Regions from separate parts of the Capra hircus genome. Here region 1 is linked to region 2. A link is a contact called in public Hi-C data. All regions are on one chromosome and are shown on one strand. Each heading gives the region's core, a stretch centred on a gene start, on an enhancer-like site or on the middle of the called end of the contact. The rest is flanking DNA. Distances are from core to core; before and after follow the strand shown. Region 1 has its middle 32 kb from the start of KCNE1. Region 2 has its middle 23 kb from the start of RCAN1.

Evidence for each region. A called contact is a pair of places that touch in the nucleus more often than the background predicts.
Region 1: a contact with region 2 is called in a Hi-C map of blood, with 6 times the contacts expected there. The contact joins two enhancer-like sites. A contact is called at or near these places in 2 of 5 Hi-C or Micro-C datasets (both in blood).

The regions. Positions count from the first base shown.
Region 1 is chr1:41,302,487-41,310,104 of ARS1.2, reverse strand. No RefSeq gene overlaps it. Among named protein-coding and RNA genes, the nearest start is that of KCNE1, 32 kb to the left of the region's middle. Within about 2 kb of position 4,599, at least 1 of the 5 cell types and tissues checked has an H3K27ac peak or open chromatin away from gene starts, as enhancers often do.
Region 2 is chr1:41,147,457-41,154,523 of ARS1.2, reverse strand. No RefSeq gene overlaps it. Among named protein-coding and RNA genes, the nearest start is that of RCAN1, 23 kb to the left of the region's middle. Within about 2 kb of position 2,988, at least 1 of the 5 cell types and tissues checked has an H3K27ac peak or open chromatin away from gene starts, as enhancers often do.

The DNA.
Region 1 (7,618 bases), core at 3,350-5,849, 150 kb before region 2:
TCCTATGTTGGGTGTGGTGTGTTTATACATCCCCATAACCCTGGGGCAGGAATCTCTCGTTCGTGAATGGTGTGACGGGGAAGTGGTTAAAACAGATGATAAAAGCAAAGGGCTAGAGTAACACATAGTATTGTCACTGTATACTGTCACCCTGCTTATTTAACTTCTATGCAGAGTACATCATGGGAAACGCCGTGCCAGATAAGCACAAGCTGGAATCAAGATTGCCGGGAGAAATATCGATAACCTCAGATACGTAGATGACACCACCCTTATGGCAGAAAGCGAAGAACTAAAGAGCCTCTTGATGAAAGTGAAAGAGGAGAGTGAAAAAGTTGGCTTAAAACTCAACATTCAGAAAACGAAGATCATGGCATCTGGTTTCATCACTTCATGGCAAATAGAAAGGGAAACAATGGAAACAGTGACAGATTTATTTCCTTGGGCTCCAAAATCACTGCAGATAGTGACTACAGCCATGAAATTAAAAGATGCTTGCTCCTTGGAAGAAAAGTTATGACCAAGCTAGACAACATGTTAAAAAGCAGAGACATTACTTTGCTGACAAAGGTCTATCTAGTTAAAGCTATGGTTTTTCCAGGAGTCATGTATGGATGTGAGAGTTCAACCATAAAGAAAGCTGAGTGCTGAAGAATTGATGCTTTCGAACTGTGGTGTTGGAGAAGACTCTTGAGAGTCCCTTGTTTGCAAGGAGATCCAACCAGTCTATCATAAAGGAAATCAGTCCTTTATATTCTTTGGAAGGACTGATGCTGAAGCTAAAACTCCAATCCTTTGGCCAACTGATGTGAAGAACTGACTCATTTGAAAAGACCCTGATGCTGGAAAAGATTGAAGGTGGGAGGAGAAGGGGATGACAGAGGATGAGATGGTTGGATGGCACCACCAGTTCGATGGACATGAGTTTGAGTAAGCTCTGGGAATTGGTGATGGACAGGGAGGCCTGGCGTGCTGCGGTCCATGGGGTCGCAAGGAGTTGGACACGACTGAGCGACTGAACTGAACTGAGAGTGACACAAAGAAGGGGTCATGAGCCAATGAATGCTGGTGGCCTCTGGAAGCTGAAGAAGGCAAGGATTCTCCCCTTGAACTTCCAGAAACAATGTAGTCCTAGAACACCTTGAGTTTAGAAGTCTGATCTCTAGAACTGTGAGATAATAAGTTGGTGTGGTTTCAAGACACTACATGCTCAGTTACTCAGTCATGTCCTACTCTTTGCAATCCTTTGGACTGCACACCTCCAGGCTCCTCTGCCCACGGGATTTTTCAGGCAAGAATACTGGAGTGGGTTGTCATTTCCTTCTCCAGGAGATCTTCCCAAACCAGGGATCAAGCCTGCATCTCCTCACATTGCAGGTGGATTCTTTACCAATGAGCCACCAGACTGCATTCGTGGTAATTTGTTACCAGCAGCCACAGAGAACAAATATATCATGTTTATCTTCCTGGCATCTCTCCCATCTGAAGTTATCTAGTTAATTTACTTGTACGTTTATTGTCTAGTTCCTCTTACCAAGTTCTGTGAGAGTGGGCGGTGTTTGGTCTCTGTCGCCTCATCTCCAGCGCCTGGAATATCTGGGTGCTGGATGAATACCTGCTGAATGAGCCTTGAGTGAAACATGGCAATAGTGCAACAGCCTGTGTGTGGCCTTCCTTGGGCTTTTACCCTTCCACTGGTTCTGATAATCATGGGAAGCTTGATTCTTAAAATCACAGTAGCATTATTTGGCACAATTTATAACAATGCTTTGTACTGAGAATATTGTATTCTTGGGGAAAATGGTGTGTTTTTTTTTTTTTTTGCAAAATTGCTTAGAAAAGTGCTTAATGTAACTATTACAATACATTTACAAATTCATCTTTATAAAGGAGTCAAGAAGTCAGTGTTGAAGTCAACATCGGCTGCTGCGTTCAGTGAGGGGATGGTCTGGGGAGAGTTCAGGTCCATAGGGACTGCCAGCTCACAGGTCTGCCCCAGAGATGCAGCCTTGAACATGCCGTGTGGTGCTGTGCATCTAGCCAAACGGAGACATCACACCTCCTCTCTGAGGTTACACCCTACACCTCTGTATTAGCCTTCTATCACTGCACAATGCATTGCTACCAGCGTGGACGTTTCAGACAACACATTCATCACCTTACGGTTTCGGTGCATCAGGATCCAGGCCTGTGACTGCTGGGACCTCTGCTCAGGGCCTCTCCCCAGGTGAGACCCCCTTGGTGTGAAGGTGTTAGCCAGGGCTGCCATCTCACCTGAGGCTCAAGAGTCCTCTTCCAAACTCATGCAGTTGTTGGCAGAAGTCATCTCCTCGCAGCTGTAGAACTGACATCCCCTTTCCAGCTGGCTGTTGTTTGTCAGGGACTGCTCTCAGCTTCTAGAAGCTGTCCCCGGTTGCCTGGCACACGGCCCTCCTTTCACACCTTGCCTCTTCCTGGCCAGTAGAAGAGCCCAGCTGAGGCTCTCTACGCCTTTCAGGACTCGCCCGATTAGGCCAGGCCCACCTGGGAGGAGAATCTTCCTTTGGAATAACTCAAAGTCAGCTGAGTTGGGTACTGATTTCTAGCTGTGAAATCCCTTTTGCCATAACAAGTGATTATTATCATGGGGGTGATGGCCATCACAGTAAATATTTTGGGCCCTGTAAATGAATAGGCAAAAATAAGAACATTGTGGAGGCAGTAATATAACAAAAGGAAAAAACAAATTTACACACTTTTTACAAAATTCAAAAACTATTGAGTATATTTTTTGTAATAGAGGTCTGCCAATGGAACTCTCTCCTTTTGAAGGAGGGATAAAATTTCACTTAAGTGGAGTTCACAGTTAATATACCCTACAATAAAAATCAGTTGCAAATGTTCACCTGTTAATGCTGATTTGTACTGAGATTTTACCAATTCCATGTTTAAAAATGCCCTTTCACATAGACAGATATTGTCAAGTACTGATACTAATTCATGGGCACATAATTTTAATTGTAGATATTCATCAATTGGAAGACATTGATAATGTCACAGGTCTTGCCCAGACTCATGGGGAAGGCATTGTTCCCCTGGGGCGGGGGTGGGGGATGGGCTTGGAATCTTGCGGGCTGCTTTGGCCAGTCTGCCAACCACAACCCCTCCACCCAAATTCATAGCTGCATTCTCACCGATTCCATCCTTTCTAAACCCAGGAGGCGCAGTCTCCACCGGACTTCTGCTAAGCTCCGGGAACTCTCTTCATGACTGGGACAATGTAGCTGTCTCATCAGACCGGGGGTGGCCTCTCGCTGGGCCCCCTGCCTGCCCGGGTTCCTTCTCTACCTCCCCTCCTCTCCTCCTTGTCAGTTCAGTTCAGTTCAGTTGCTCAGTCATGTCCGACTCTTTGTGACCCCATGGACTGCAGCACGCCAGGCTTCCCTGTCCATCACCAACTCCCAGAGTTCACCCAAACCAATGTCCATTGAGTCGGTGATGCCATCCAACCATCTCATCCTCTGTTGTCCCCTTCTCCTCCCACCTTCAATATGTCCCAGCATTAGGGTGTTTTCCAATGAGTCAGTTATTCGAATCAAGTGGCCAAAGTATTGGAGTTTTCAGCTTCAGCATCAGTCCTTCCAGTAAATATTCAGGATTGATTCCCTTTAGGATGGACTGGTTGGATCTTGGACTGGATCTTAATTTCCACACAGGACCCTTAGACCTGTCCCTCCTCCCATGTTCCTTATCTTCACGGCCCAGAGCACAGCCCGCCTCTCTGCCCAGAGAGCTGGGAGGTGACACGGGGAACTCAGCAAGATGTGGTGGGCTCCGGAGGCTGACTCTCCCCTCCTGGAGCTGCCCTCCAGCCAAGGCCAGCAGCGCCCCCTGCTGCCCCTGTTGAGCTGTACACACTCCGGGAGTAGGGAGCAGAGAGACCACAGCCAGTGGGGACAGGAAATGATGAGGTCCCCTGCAGTCCAAGGGACTCTCAAGATGTCTTCTCCAACACCATAGTTCAAAAGCATCAATTCTTTGGCACTCAGCTTTCTTTATAGTCCAACTCTCACATCCATACGTGACTGCTAGAAAAACCATAACTTTGACTAGATAGATGGACCTTTGTTGGCAAAGTAATATCTCTGCTTTTTAATATGCTGTCTAGGTTGGTCATAACTTTTCTTCCAAGGAGCAAGTGTCTTTTAATTTCATGGCTGAAATCACCATCTGCAGTGATTTTGGAGCCCCCCAAAATAGTCTGACACTGTTTCCACTGTTTCCCCATCTATTTGCCATGAAGTGACGGGACCGGATGCCATGATCTTAGTTTTCTGAATGCTGAGATTTAAGCCAACTTCTGCTAAGCTCTAGGAACTCTCTTCATGACTGGGGACAATGCAGCAGATGTCTCATCAGAGCAGGGGTGGCCTCTCCCTGGGCCCCCTGCCTGCCCGGTTCTTTTTCTGCCTTCCCTCCTATCCTCCTTGTCAGACCTCATCATTTCCTGTCCCCACTGGCTGTGGTCTCTCTGCTCCCTACTCCCGGAGTGTGTACAGCTCAATAAGAGCAGCAGGGGGCGCTGCTGGCCTTGGCTGGAGGGCAGCTCCAGGAGTCGGGAGTGTCAGCCTCCCAAGCCCAGGGCATCTTGCTGAGTTCCCCATGCCACCTCCCAGCTCTCTGGGCAGAGAGGCCGGCTGTGCTCTGGGCCGTGGAGATAAGGAACACGGGAGGAGGGACAGGTCTAAGGGTCCTGTGTGGAAATTAAGAAGAAGAAAAAAAAAAGTGAAACTCTGGACTGGGGCACATTTTTGGATGGCATCACCAACTCAGTGCACATGAGTCTGAGTAAACTCTGGGAGTTGGTGATGGACAGGGAAACCTGGCTTGCTGCAGTCCACGAGGTCGCAAAGAGTCAGACACGACCGAACGACTGAAATGAATGGAAAAAAACCCAGACACCCCAAGAACAGGGTAAAAGGAAACTTACTCAGGACGTTGCCTTCAGAGGTTGGCTGGCACATCAGTGGAGGTCAGTGCTGGGGGCTCTTCAGGTGAGTGCAGGAAACCTGGGGCTCTGCCTACCACCTACCACACCCCTACCCTTGCCCGGCTGTGCCGTGGGAGGGTCTAGTCCTTTCTCTGCAGGGGCTATCCCTGCCCTTGCTCCATACCCCAGGACCCCAAGGAGATCCTGTTGACATCATCTGGGGGTTCATGGAGCCCAGGGTTAGGAGCACATTATCCTGGTTCAACACTTTGGAAGGGGAAATTCTTCCCATAGTTTTCCTAATAAGCCTACAGGGGTTTAAAAAAAAAAAAAAAAACAAGGAAAAAACATCCATGTAAAGGAAAACTTCTCAATAGGTTATGATACTAGACTCAGTGAGAGATATTGCATAACTTCGGGGAACATATGACATCTAGTTTGGTGAGGCCACAAACAGTATGAGGGTTAAATCCACCAAGAATCTGGAATCAGGTCTCAACAAAACTGAAAGGCAAATCATTTATGAAATTCAGCAGAGAGAACTTGAAGTAACTGACTTGAAGCTGAAGCCACTCAGGGTCTAGAAGCCACTCAGGGTCTAACCCCAGTTAGGGTTAGGGAAACAGTAGATGGGCAGTCAGATGCCAAATGAAAATACACCACATCTTGGGGTGGCTTCTAAGACCCCTTTCCTGTCTGTCCCTGATGGCTCAGCTGGTAAAGAATCCACCTGCAATGCAGAAGATCCCAGTTCGATTCCTGGGTCAGGAGGATCCCCTGGAGAAGGGATGGGCTACCCACTCCAGTATTCTTGGGTTTCCCTGGTGGCTCAGCTGGTAAAGAATCTGCCTGAAATGCCAGGTACCTGGGTTCGATTCCTGGGTTGGGAAGATCCCTTGGAGAAGGGAATGGCTACCCACTCCAGTATTTTGGCCTGGAGAATTCCATGGACTGTACAGTCCGTGGAGTCGCAAAGAGTGGGACATGATTGAGAGATTTCTGCTTCCTCTCTGTCTCCTGGATTTGGCAGGACTGTATGTATTCTGCTGGGTTTCCCAAATGGCCCCAGTGCTAAAGAACCTGCCTGCCAATGCAGGAGACATAAGAGACACTGGTTAGATCTCTGGGTTAGGAAGATCCCCTGGAGGAGGCATGGCAACCCACTCCAGTATTCTTGCCTGGAGAATCCCCATGGACAGAGGAGCCTGGTGGGCTACAGTCCATGGGGTGACAAAGAGTTGAACACAACTGAAGCGACTTAGCCGCATGTACGCATGTGGGCTTTCTGCTACAGACTGCAAGTACGCACCTACTTGTTAGTACCTCTGCCACCAAAGAGCTGCCAGAAAGACAAAAAACTGAAGCTGGGACTAATTTTGCCTCATTAGTTGAAGCACACCTTCAAGTTAACACAGTTAAGAGGTTATTTGGCAACTTATCCTATAATAAAACTGCATAAAACGTTAGATTTTTGTAAGGCACAAACATTCAGATATGACAAAAGCCACTACTTATAATGGTTGTTGAGGATCTTCTATAGCTTTTAAAAGTTATTTCTCTAATACTCACGATGCTTAAAATTTTCTTAGTGACAAATGGGCTGCTCAAGTTCACCAAGTATTTTTTTCTTTGTTTTGTAGTATTTATTTTTATTTGTTTATTTGACTGCATGCAAACTCTTAGTTGCAGCTTGTGGGGTCTAATACCCTGACCAGGGATTGAACCCAGGCATAGAGAGTGCAGAGTCTTAGCCACTGGACCACCAAGGAAGTCTTGTGCTGCTTAAATGTTTTTATAAGAAGAAGAATGATGCACATTTTGTATAATTTGCAGGAAAAATATTTCAGAAGACCTTGCAGAAACATACTGGGTTTTGTTTTTGTTGTTGATACTTTGTTTCTTTTTCTAATAGCTCATTATTTTCAGATGCATAATTGTGGAAGTATTTTCCTGGTCCAGTATGTCACTCCTGCCTGAGGCCTGATGAGAGTGTGGATTGACATTCAGTTCAGTTCAGTTGCTCAGTAATGTCCGGCTCTTTGCGACCCCATGAATCGCAGCACACCAGGCCTCCCTGTCCATCACCAACTCCCGGAGTTCACTCAAACTCATGTCCATCGAGTTGGTGATGCCATCCAGCCATCTCATCCTCTGTCGTCCCCTTCTCCTCCTGCCCTCAATCCCTCCCAGCATCAGGGTCTTATCCAGTGAGTCAACTCTTCGCATGAAGTGGCCAAAGTATTGGAGTTTCAGCTTTAGCATCATTCCTTCCAAAGAACAACCAGGGCTAATCTCCTTCAGAATGGACTGGTTGGATCTCCTTGCAGTCCAGGGGACTCTTAAGAGTCTTCTCCAACACCACAGTTCAAAAGCATCAATTCTTTGGCGCTCACTTTTCTTTACAGTCCAACTCTCACATCCATACATGAATTAGAAACCTGCTAAAATGAATTCTGTATACCACTGGTTACTTGCAGATACTTATATTCTTGAAGAAGCAATTGGTTGGTTCTGAACAGGTGAAAAATTAGTCACGTATTAAACTTTAGGAAATACAACTCAAGCTGATTTTTAAAGTTAACAAATTGTCATGGACATATCAAGTTCCTCTAGGAAAGCTTAATCAGAATGCACATACTCTAATTTGGG
Region 2 (7,067 bases), core at 1,739-4,238:
TCAGTCAGTAAAGAATCCGCCTGCAAGGCAGGAGGTGCAGGAGAAGAGGGTTCGATCCCTGGGTCTAGAAGATCCTCTGGAGAAGGAAATGGCAACACACTCCAGTATTCATGCCTGGAGAATCCCATGGACGGAGGAGCCTGGCGGGCTACAATCCATGGGTCACAAACAGCTGGACATGACTGAAGCGACCAAGCATGCACACACAGATGCCCTATTGGGAGAAGGAGAGTTGGAGGCAATGACTTTAAGTGACTCAAGAGGCTGTGCTGTTGAGGGGCACAGAGAAATGGGACAGGAGCTGGAAGGAGTGGGAGGAGGGGAAGAGGTTGTGGTTGCACGCTTACACATGGCAGTACAAACAGGTTTGTACGCTGACTGGGTCGCATGGGGTGGGAGGGTTTCTGAAGCTTTCTCTGTGCAGATAAGAGGCGAGGGCACCTGGAACAGGAAAGTAGAGGCAGGCCCTGGATGGAAGACTCACTTCTGTTCATTGTTGCGGAAAGAAGGCAGCAAGCTCAGCACAGATGCCTGGCGGCTGGTGGCTGGTGACGTGATACAGTGAGGATGACGGGGATGGTGAGGGTTCTCTGTGGATGCTTCAATCTCCTCTGTGAAATAGGAAGCAATGCCATCAGCTGAGAGTGAGGATGAGGATGAAGCATGGAGAGTTTAAGGCATGTTAAGAAAAGGTGGAGAATTCTTCTAGGTGGGAGAGTGAATGGACTGGGAAAATGTCGGAGGATTGCATATACACACAGATGTAGTGTAATGTAAATTACAGTATGTAAATACATATGGACAATTATAATATGTGTTAATACAAAGAAATGTAGTATTTGTATCTAATATATAATGTAACATGTAATATAAAATTATCATAATCAATATCCAGTATATACTATATGAAATACTGTATATGAATGTATGCTCCTTCTTCGTCTATGCATACAGAAACACATGCAGATAGTGTGCATAATAGTGTATTACGGGGCTGTGTATGGACTTCCCAGGTGGCGCTGGCGGTAAAAAACCCACCTGCCGGCAGAGGAGACGCAGGAGATGCAGATTCGATCCCCTGGGTCGGGAAGACCCCCTGGAGGAGGGCATGGCAACCCACTCCAGTCTTCTTGCCTGGAGAATCCCATGCACAGAGGAGCCTGGCGGGCTGCAGCCCCCGGGGCCACAAGAGTCAGACTTGATATAGCAGCTAAACAGCACAAAGCTGTATGTTATACACATTTAAAACATTTATTTGTAACCCATGATACGTGTTATGCATATCATAAAATATGCACAGAAATAGAAATTTTAAAAGTATGTAAAAAGAAGTAATAAACACAGGTTTAAATGTCTATTGCATTTTTTCATCTTCATCTCCTCTAGCTTGGAAGATAAATGAAGGCGAAGCCTTTACCAACAATCAAAATGATTTTGCTTTTTCAAAAATCTTCTATTATCCTCAGTTACTTTTAATAAAGTCTAAGAGATGGGCACCAAAATCTGTTAGCAAAAGGAGTGTGTGGGTCAGGCTGCTTGCTGCTCAAAAGCCCATAAACAGGCCAGGCTGGTGGAAAGGAAGGTTTGCTTTACTTCAGATGCTGGCAACTGAGGCAGGGGGATGTCTGTCCAAAGGCCCACACCCCCATCCTGACAAGCAGGAAGCGGGAGCTCATATAGACAGAGGGGGCAGGGGGCTACGCGCAGAAACAGCGCAGTCGTCTCTGGCAGTCATCTTTCATTGGTCATCAGTGGTCTCACCAGCATCAGCTCGTTTCAGGGGCAGTGAGTCTTCAGTTCCAGGGCGCACTTGTCCCCGTTTCTTTACAATGCGATCAGTTCTCCGATTGCGGTAGCTCGTGTCCTGGGCACCGTCTGGACGTCATGCAGTGAGCTCCTCCACCTGGTGTTTTGGTGTCTCTAAGACAGCTCCCAGAATGTGGCGCAGAGTGTTATCTACAGCCCTTGAGAAGGAACTGAAGGTCCTGACTGTGCTTAATGACTACATTATTATCATTTAGTTTCCTTTGACTGTTTCCTTTGTTCCCGCATTTCTCACTCCTCTGATCAAACTTGCTCTGTGACTAAAGCTTTGCACAGACAAAAGGCAGGCAGGAGACATGGTGTGGGGGTCAAGGACTGCAGGGCCCTGCTTCATTTCAGTGGATGGAACATGCTTCATCCTTTTGGAAAACCATAGTTGGTATTGCGTGCTCTGCTTGTTAACTCAGAATACTGTTTTCAACCCCATCTCCCAAGTACGCAAAAGTTTATTACTATTGTTGTTGAGGTGCAGTTAGTATATTTCCATGCTCTTTGCTATCAGAGAATGGTTCTTGCAAATTTAGTAGGAAACTCTTTCTGTTTTTATGTTTCACAAATGGTGTTTAAAACCCAGAGAATCCCTCAAGAGCTTTTTAACATATTAGAAAGTGGTGTTTCCAAGTTTTAAAATGTGAGATATGAGAGCTTTTATAGATTCACACGTCATTTGTCGGCAATAAAATCACTTAATGATAGGAACCTTTCCCAACTTCTGTTTTCAGAACATTCTCATCCTAGCGCATGTTTCTGGCAGTGGTTACTTTCTCATTCACAGTGAAGTGTCACCTTGACCTTGAATGTACAGGTTAAATCTATTCATTTATTTATTTAAAACTCCTGCCAAGGTTCAGACTTTGTAAGTTGGCTGGCGGTGGCTCATCCCTGGAGTAGAGAAGTGCCAGCCCTCCCCCTTCTTGTCCACCTCTGCGTGCTGCCTTAGCAACCCCTTCACGCCCTTGTTCAGTGGACGTCTTTGTCCATTTTCATGAGGATTCATTTAGTTAAAAGCTAGATAATATAATCTGCACATTCTCTTCATGGGAATTTGGAATCTGCAATAAAAGCAAAATTCTGAAACAAGGAAGGTCTGAGAAGTGGCATCAATGCACACCACCTGGAGGTCCCATCCAGGTGCCTGGTGCGCCCCGCGACACCTGCCAGTCTGGCTCCTGCAGTGAGAACGTGCGCCTCAGTCAGCCCACATGGCAGATGGACAGAGCACACTTCTTTTTCTCTCCTTTCTTCTTGCTCTTTCCTCCCTCTCTCTTCTTCCTTCCTTCTTCTCTTTCTTTCAAGTAGAAACCAACAGAACAAAAGTTCTAACATTTTTCACTCAGCGCCGGGAGTTGTCTTGAACCAGCAGGGCAAATCAACACAATGGACAAGACTCCTTCCACCTGGACTGTCTCTCTGCCTCTGTGACCCAGGACCTGTGACTTTTGATCATGGGGCTTACTGGGCTTTACTACTGAGTTTTGCTCCCTTCACCCTCACCCGTCCTCCCAGCTCATCACTGGGGGTCAGAAACAGGCTAGTCTTCAAAACACTTCAAATTCAAAAGGCCAAAACTTAAGTCCTCCCCTTTCTCTTTGAATGTGATCATCACACTCTGCTCTAATTTGCATCCTGCATGCAGTCTTCCTGGTGACCAGGGAGGAAGTCACAGGGAGGACCCAGGGAGGAACCCACAGGCTGCCTGCTCTGCGTTACACACACACACACACACACACACACTCACATCCCTAACCCATCCCCCACTCCAGATGACCAATCACCAAGTCCTGTCTGCTTTTCCTGTTGAAATTGTCATGCCATGTTAAATTTTTGTTACATGCCATATTAAATTTTAGTTAATAATAATGTGTCAATATTGACTTGTCAGTAGCAACAAATGTACCTCACCAGCGCAAGATGTTAGCAATAGGGGGACTGGGCTGTGTGGGGGTGATTTTAAGTGATAAGAGAGAACTCTCTGTCCTTTCTTTCTGATCAGCTTTTCTATAAAGGTAAAACTGACCTTAAAAAAACATTCTGTTGTTTTAATTGCCTAATAATATGGACACAAAGCACCTGATTTAAAGCAAGAATGTCAAGTAAACTGGCCAAAACACAAGTTGCAAATTGTACTTCTCTGGGATAATATTGGAAAACATAGGTCAAAGGAATCATCTGGTTTTAGAGTAGCTAATTGTGAGGGGACTCTCTCCCTCCTTAAATACCTGGAAACAATCTCCTGTGTCTGTGGGAGCGTTTCTAGCAAGTTTCAAGGTGAAGGGGGCTTCCCTGGTGTTTCAAACGGTAAAGAATCTGCCTGCAGTACGGGAGACCCAGGTTCAATCCCTGGGTCAAGAGGATCCCTTGGAGAAGCGAATGGCAACCCACTTCAGTCTTCTTGCCTAGGGAATCCCAGGGACAGAGGAGCCTGGCTGTGTAAGGGACAGCAAGCTGTGGAAACACTGCCACCTAGTGATATGTTATGGACTTGCAAAAAACGTGGCCAAGGGCTTTGCAAAGGTCAGATTCTGCGATGATATCACTAACACTGACTGGGCAAGGGCCCACACCCCTTTATAAAAGCTGGGAGAGAGAAGAAACGGGGGACGGGAGAAAGCAAATGTGAAGGAGAAAGAGGCCCTCCAGGGCTGCCCACCTGGTCAGGTACCTAGCGTTTTCCATCAGGCTGATCAAGCCTGGCAGAAGGATCAGTTCTGGGGAACCCAGAGGCTCCTGCACAGATATCAAAAGTGTTAGTCAGCCATGTCCAACTCTTTGCGACCCCATGGACCGTAGCCCGCCAGGCTCCTCAGTCCATGGGATTCTCCAGGTAAGAACACTGGAGTAGGTTGCCATGCCCTCCTCCAGGGGATCTTCCCAACCCAGGGATCAAACCCAGGTCTCCTGCATTGTGGGCGGATTCTTCACCATCTGAACCACCAGGGAAGCCCTACACAGATAAGAGTGATTTAAAAGGCACTGCAGGATCTGCTTGCTTAAAAACATCTCTGCCACGTAGTCCTGGCTGTCTGCACCTCTTGATGTTGATGCCCACAGGGTGCCGAAGTCCAAGAGGCAGGGCCACCCTTCATTCAGTGGGTCTCTGTGTGCGTGCTGAGTCACTTCAGTTGTGCCTGACTCTTTGCAACCCCATGGACTGTAGCCCGCCAGGCTCCTCTGTCCATGGAATTCTCCAGGCAAGAATACTGGAGTGGGTTGCCATGCCCTCCTCCAGCAGATCTTCCTGACCCAGGGATCAAACCTGCATCTCTAGAACTCCTATTCTGGACCAGGTACTTGTGGGCTTGTTAGGGGTGGGAATGTTAAACTCAGATGTCCCGTGTCGTCGGAAAGCAGGCACCTTTCTGGTGCCAACAGATGTGTCCCTTTGACTACCAAAGAGAGAGCAGGAATGGAGATTTTGGTGGGACGTTCTGGAGCTGGGCTTACAGATGGCTCAGTGGTAAAGAATCTGCCTGCAAAGCAGAAGACTCAGGAGACCCAGGTTCCATCCCCGGGTCGGGACTATTCCCATGGAGGAGGAAATGGCAACCCACTCCAGTGTTCTTGCCCGGAGAATCCCATGGACAGAGGAGCCTTGTGGGCTACAGTCCAGGGGGTTGCCAAGAGTCAGACACGACTGAGCACCCCCTGGACCAGACCCTGGAGCTGGACGAAGGGGAACCAGGACTTCTGGCCAAGAGGAAGTGTAGAGGGACCCCAGTTACCAGGGGCAGGGGAGACCCACACGGTAGGAAGCAGGAAGGCAGTGCGAATCCGAGCCAGCCACTCCCTGGCTTTGCTTCAGGCAGCAGAGTTCAGCAGCCCCAGTGAAACATTTTAGCTGGAGATTGGGAGGCTGATTCTAGGCAACCTGGCTTTTAGTGGAGGAAAACTCCTGTTATGAAGGGACCGCAGGCAGAGTGTCATCCTTTGTTGCTCTTTTCCAGGTTGTCCTGTGTATCCATTTCCAAGGGCTGCTGACATGAAAGCTTATGACACCAACAATGTGCTTTCTCACCATTCTGAAGGCCAGAAATCAGGCTCTCGCAGGACCGTGTTGTTTTGAAAGCTCTAAGGGCACTGTCTTCCCTGCCTCTTCCAGCGACTGGGGATTCCAGACGCTCCTTGGTGACGGCCCGTGTCTCTCCAGGCTCTGCCTCCGTCTTCACCTGGCCTTCTCTTCTGAGTGTCTGTCTCTGCATCTCCCTTTTGGAGCAGCATGGAAACATATACAGTCCCATGTGTAGAGTAGCCAGCAGGCGTTTGCTGTATGATGCAGGGAGCTCACAGTGGGGCTCTGGGATAACCTAGAGGTGGGGGATGGACTGGGAGGCGGGAGGCTGGTTCAAGAGGGAGGTGATGTATGTACACCTGTAGCTAATTCATGTTCTGTATGGCCAAAACCAACACAATACTGTAAAGCAATGATCCTTCCATTTGAATAAATTAAATAAATATTTTTATCTGAAAAAAAATGTCATTGCATTGTTGTTGCTGTTCAACAGTTGCTAAGTCGTGTCCAAGCCCCACGTGTGCCAGGCTCCCCTGTCCTTTACTCTCTCCCAGAGTTTGTTCAGATTCACGTCCATTGAGTTGGTGATGCTCTCTAACCGTCTCATCCTCTGCCGCCCCCTTCTCCTTTTGCCTTTCATCTTTCCCAGCATAGGGGTCTTTCCCAGCATCAGGGTCTTTCCCAATAAGTCGGCTCTTCACATCAGGTGGCCCAAGTATTGGAGCTTCAATTCAGCATCAGTCATTGCATTCAGTTCAGTTCAGTCGCTCAGTCGTGTCTGACTCTTTGTGACCCCATGGACTGCACCATGCCAGGCCTTCCCTGTCCATCACCAACTCCTGGAGTTTGCTCAAACTCATGTCCATTGAGTCAGTGATGCCATCCAACCATCTCATCCTCTGTCATCCCCTTCTCCTCCCGCGTTCAATCTTTCCCAGCATCAGGGTCTTTTCAAATGAGTCAGTTTTTCGCATCAGGTGGCCAAAGGATTGGAGTTTCAGTTTCAACATCAGTCTTTCCAATGAACATTCAGGATTGATTTCCTTTAGGATGGACTGGGTGGATCTCCTTGCAGTCCAAGGGACTCTCAAGAGTCTTCTCCAGCATCACAGTTCAAAAGCATCGATTCTTCAGCGCTCAGCTTTCTTTATAGTCCAGCTCTCACATGCATACACGACCACTGGGAAAGCCACAGCCTTGGCTAATTGCGTTGGAGCCCCTAATCCCATGTGAC